Linked DNA regions of Mus musculus: region 2 is linked to region 1. A link is a contact called in public Hi-C data. All regions are on one chromosome and are shown on one strand. The core of a region is the stretch at or near the end of the contact, and the rest is flanking DNA. Distances in the headings are between cores, read along the strand shown.

Region 1 (2,700 bases), core at 29-2,528:
TACAGACATTTTCCCCCATCCCTGTTGGTGTAGTGACGATAGAATTCCTTAGAATATCATTAGTGTCAGGCTGTGAGTGTAAGCCAGTAGACACCCCTGTAGTGCTGTGTCTGAGACTGTAGTATATTCAGCACATGCTTATTTTCTAACTCAGGTCCATATCTCTCTTTTATTTTCCATGGAGCCTTATGAGTCCTTGTTCCTTACTTTGGGTTTGGACATGTGCCTTTCCATGACCAATGACATGTTAACAGATTTGCTGCAGCAGAAGCTAGAAGTGTGTTTATGCTATGGCCTTGTGCTTTGTACTTCTATCAGTTGTCCTGAGTGAGCATGCTCGTAAATAGTTGCTAATTGATGGAGATGAGTGACCAGTGCTGGAGCTGACCTGTAGCTTTTTACCAAGTACAGCTGAGCCTGCCCTGCAGCTGAATTCTAGACAACCAGATTGTTGTTGTATTCTGCCCAGCATAGGGTAGTTTATACTCACTAATGTTGTGGCTGTAGCTAAGGGATACAGGATGATGGTGGTGTAAAGGTTGTTCCCTGGGTCCTGATTTTGGAGCATTGTCTTTCCATGTAAAATCAAGGTCTTTACTGTTTCAAAGCACCAATGCATCACAAAACCAGCATCAAAATAGGCCCTATTGAGAACGGAAATCTCTCACAAGGGATGAGAACAGTACAGATTTGGAAGAGGGTTTTGGTCTTCATTAGCTGATTCCCCAAGCCTGTCACTGGCAATTGTTATAGGAGATTATGGTAGTGCTTCCCTCCCCCTTGGATAAAATAGTTATATTTTCTTAGTGGTAACAAGGGAAGTGAATCCACACAGCCTCAATTATGAAAAGAGCCTATTAAAATTCCATTTTGTTTTTTTTAGAAGTAAACATATAAAGGAAGCTGGAGGAGGCCAAGCACCTTTTTAAAAATAATGATTGTCTTGGGCTAATTCTTTCACTGTGCCTTCAGCATCATTAGCTGCCAATCCTACTGTGTGGTCTCATTCGCAATCAAAACTGATTGGAAAGGAAAGGCCAGGGTGCCAGAGACTTCCCTAAAGCAAAGAACTCAGAAACCTGGCCATCGCTTAAACTGCTTACCCTCAGCAGTACTTCCATTTACTTTTCTTTCAGCTGGGGTGGGGTATTGTTCAGCGGGTATTGTAATACATATTTCAGAAGAGAATACTGGAAAAAGAAAAGGATACTTTGTGCAAGCTCGGCCTGTTCTCAGCATATCTCTTTCTTGCCCATTTCCTTGTGATCTTTCCCTTTGCTCTGAGCTCCCCCCTCTGGCATTCATGGTATATTTCCTCTTCTGTAATTGCAAATTGCAAAGCTTCCCTCCCAAATCATTTTGCAAATGCTTTAGATTGTACAATGACTGCAGGGGCAGTTTGCTAGAGAGGGAGGCAGAGGAACAACCTGCAACATTTACTTAGAGTCACTACAGAATAAAATAAACAAAACAAAACAAAACACTTCAAACCAAAAACAAAACAAAACAAAACAGAAAAACAATGTACCATTGATGTTGCTTCAAAGATCCAGCTTGTTAGAACCATTTTCCTTCCCTCCTGTGCCAGGTCTCTTGTGAGATCATGGACAGATCCATCTGGCTCTTTGCCATTGCAGTCAATCTTTATCATTATCCTGATATGTCATGCTGTCTTTCTCTCTGTCTCTCACTGTCTCACTGTCTCTGTTTGCGTGAGACTTATTTTGAGTAAATTCCTATGTTGTATTTTCTTTAAAAGATGATTGGTAATGCCCAGTTCTTTTCAATTAAAATACTGTTTTAGATTCACATTTTCAGCTTATCTCAGATTTCCACAAGAGAGAATTTTATCTTTTAAGCATAAACATTAGAACACAAGTTCTGATGGAAAATTGTATCATGTGCATTTATCTTGTTCAGTCTTTTTGTTGCAATATACCGAGAACCTTCAGATTTTTCTATTTTATTATATATTATTTTATTTAACTTTTTTTCCCCGCACAATATATTCTTTTTCGTTTGCTTATGTTTTGAGTCAGGGTTTTCCTCTGTGGCCCTGGCTCTTCTGGACCTAACTCTGTAGATCTGGCTGGTCTGTAAATCAGAATGATCTACCTGTCTCTGCATCTGAGGGATTAAAGGCATGTGCCATCACTGCCTGGACATACAATAAATTCAGATTTCTTCTCCCTCAGATTTTGCCCACTGTCTTTCCATCCAAATGTACAACTTCTTTCTTTCTGTTTAGAAAAAAAAAAGGCAAAATATGAAAAGGCAATCAAACTAAAATAAAAAACAAACACAGAAATACAAAACCCAGAAACCAAGAGAGATGCAGACACACATGCACACACATTTGCGCAGCACACACAAACACCATGAAAACATCCAGAAACCTTAGTCATTGATGGGCACCGTCTTGAACTTGGTAGTGATGCTTCTGCTGAGCTTTCCCATATTTCCCTTTGTGAGTGATGTATAGTAGGCCCAAGGCTCCTTTCAGCTACAGAGAGGCATGCATAATTTCAGAACTAACCCCCCAGGCTTCTATTTTTTTAATCTGACTTTTTCTGCTTTTCATGCCATCTGTCTTCTTTCCCCCTCCTATGCGGTTTGGTTGTAGATCATCCTATTTAGCTACTTATATTTGTCTCATAGGAGCTTTTTATGTTTTTAAGTTGCTCAACTACTGTGAGGTAA
Region 2 (2,700 bases), core at 116-2,615, 420 kb after region 1:
TGTGGGGTCAGTTCTTTCCTTCTACCCTGTGGACTCCCAATTTGGCAAGTTTTATGTCAAGCTAAAGTCATCTGAGAGTAGGGAACCTCAGTTAATAAAATGCTTCCATCAGAAGGGGGTGGAGGCAAGCCCGTAGCACATTTCTTTAAGTTAGTAGTTGGCAGGGTGTGGTGCCCACTATGGTGCCTCTGCTGGGCTGGTGGCCTTGCATTCTGTAATAAAGGAGGCTGAGCAAGCCAAGGGAAACAACCCAGTAAGTAGCACCCCTCCATGACCTCTGCATCAGCTTCTCCTCCAGGTTCCAGCCCTTTTTAAGTTCCTATCCTGACTTTCTTCAGTTATGATGTGGAAGTGTAAGCCAAATAAACCCTTTCCTCCCCGAATTGTTTTTTGGTCATGGGGTTTCATAGCAGCAATAGGAGCCCTAACTAAAAGACATTAGATCAGCAGGCTTGGCAGCACTTACCTACTAAGCCGATGTCCTGGTTCTTTTGGAACACAGCCATTGCTTTAGGTTCTTGGTCTGTGACACTCTAAAAATGATCTTGATTCTTTTGTCTAGGAGACTGAACCCTGTGGAAACAAACACACACACACAAACACACACAAACACACAAGGTGGGGGGAGTGAGGGACAGAGAGAGACAGAGAAAGAGGCAGAGGCAAAGATGTCCACTTCTTGTTTCCCCAGATGATTCCATACACATGATTGTCTGGGGGTGATGTACACAGCTCCTGAATTATGGGTCTAATGTAAATTCATCTGTGATTGGGAAAAGCAAATCTGTAAACCTTTGAAGTCAACCAAGTAGAAAACCATCTTTATACTTGTTTTACATGGACATGTGTGTACGTTCTCCACACGCAACCCCAAGGAGCGTGTTTCTGTGACTTCATCAGGTTTTTCAGGTTTAGGGAGCGTGTGTTTTCTTCTTGCGTGACTCTGAAGATGCAGTGTCCTTACTTCCTCTCTTCCAGTCTGTTGCCCTCCCCCGGATTGGCACCTGCTGAGGAGTAATTAGGGCAGTCCTAATTTGGACAACCAAATCCTGATTACAGTGAGAGGAAAAACAGGAAATGTTCTAGTTTTTCTGCCAGCAAATGACTGACTTAAATAGAAAGCCATGTACAATTCAAATGATCCAAAATGATATAACACTAGGGAGGGGAGGAGGGAGGAAGTAGGGAAACATTGCAGTCCGACTTCGCCCTCGTGATTCTCAGCAGATCTTGCATGGAAGCTGTCAAATCTGTGAGCTCACAATGCCCTCTGCTGAGAACCAGTCTCTCAGGAGAACCTGAGCAGAGCTGTGGGTTTAAAGATCTGAGGAAAGGTCAGGGACATCTCTCCTGTGAGAGCACAGTGCTCAAGAGAAAGACTGCTCTGGAATGATGTCATGGCACGTGATTGGGGTGCAGATGTTCCCTACAAGGGAAGTAAGAACTAGAAGTGTTTTCCTTAATTAGTCATACCCCTTGGAGCTTCAAGTAAACCCAGTTGTGAGTTCTGAAATGTACCATGTTCCTAATCAGGCAGTCTGTCTATTACTGTGCCACCTCTAAGCCAAATGCTTCTCTCCCCATGTTTGTCCTCTTTGCCCTGAGATTCAACCAGCAGTTCCATCTGTCCCCAACGAGTCATTTAATGCTTAGAATTCACAGTTTTTGTGAAGTTTCTCTTCATTTTAATTTGGTATCAGTTCATTAATTTTTCTCCAGTGGCCGGAGTACTCACACTTGTCTCTGTCTCTGTCTCTGTCTCTGTCTCTCTCTCTCTCAATCTCTCTCTCTCTCACACACACACACACACACACACACACACACACACACACACACACACACACAACCATGATGTTGAAGCTGGTAGAAAACACAAATAAAACCTCTGCTATATACTTAGAGGTTCCATTGATATCAGACACAGCATACTACTGAGAGTTATAAGCAGCTGGGGACTCACCTTTCAGCCATTCACTGTGTCTTCATAAAGGAGCTAGAAATTATGCTAAAGTATGAAGACACTTTGCAGCATGACACACCTGCAAGCTTAGCATGAACTCAGTGGAATTGCTGTAGAACTTGACTAGCATGCAAAGGGCCCTGGATTTGATCCCAAGCATACCAGAATGCTAAGGAGCACTCTTGAGAAAGGATGATGATAGCAGATCCAACTCAGGGGTAACACCTTGCTGCCCCCCTTGGCATGTTTGGTGAATGAATGAGGAAGCCTTTGCTAAACTGAATGGGGAGAATTGCAGTAAAGCAGAAGGGTGAATGGATGCATGCAGGAAAGCGAGCAAATCGTAACAAGGGCAGAATGTGTGCATAGGTAAGGAAGGGAAGTTTGGCATTTTCCCAGTTAGTGGCAAAGAGTACTATATGACTCCAATGGGGTGAGGTGGACGGCATGGTCCAAGTGCAGTTATAACACCCATTGTGTTAACTAGCAGAAACGGACATTCATGGATGCCTTCAAACTCAGGAAGTACTTCAGTACCCCTGCATAATCTGTAGGATTAAGAACAGAGTTGAGCTTGCCTTGAACATTTCCAACCTAATGAAATGTAAATGAAAAATAACCAACAACAAAAACAAAACAAAGTCATGAGCCAGAGGAACAGCAAAGGTCCACCCAGCTCTAACCCTCCTCAGCCTGTGAAGACTCTCCCACCTGCTTGGCTCACGCAGCACTAACACTCA

Evidence for each region. A called contact is a pair of places that touch in the nucleus more often than the background predicts.
Region 2: a contact with region 1 is called in a Hi-C map of bone marrow-derived macrophages, with 4 times the contacts expected there. The contact joins two enhancer-like sites. A contact is called at or near these places in 1 of 484 Hi-C or Micro-C datasets (bone marrow-derived macrophages) and 1 of 115 datasets of contacts at active chromatin or transcription factors (astrocytes).

What each region holds. Positions count from the first base shown.
Region 1 is chr6:33,404,488-33,407,187 of GRCm38.p6, forward strand. All of the region lies in intron 7 of Exoc4 (exocyst complex component 4), which reads left to right. Among named protein-coding and RNA genes, the nearest start is that of Gm38785, 37 kb to the right of the region's middle. Within about 2 kb of position 1,279, at least 9 of the 459 cell types and tissues checked have an H3K27ac peak or open chromatin away from gene starts, as enhancers often do. A contact at or near this core is called in bone marrow-derived macrophages, where this site is marked.
Region 2 is chr6:33,822,841-33,825,540 of GRCm38.p6, forward strand. All of the region lies in intron 12 of Exoc4 (exocyst complex component 4), which reads left to right. Among named protein-coding and RNA genes, the nearest start is that of Gm13853, 170 kb to the right of the region's middle. Within about 2 kb of position 1,366, at least 56 of the 459 cell types and tissues checked have an H3K27ac peak or open chromatin away from gene starts, as enhancers often do. A contact at or near this core is called in bone marrow-derived macrophages, where this site is marked.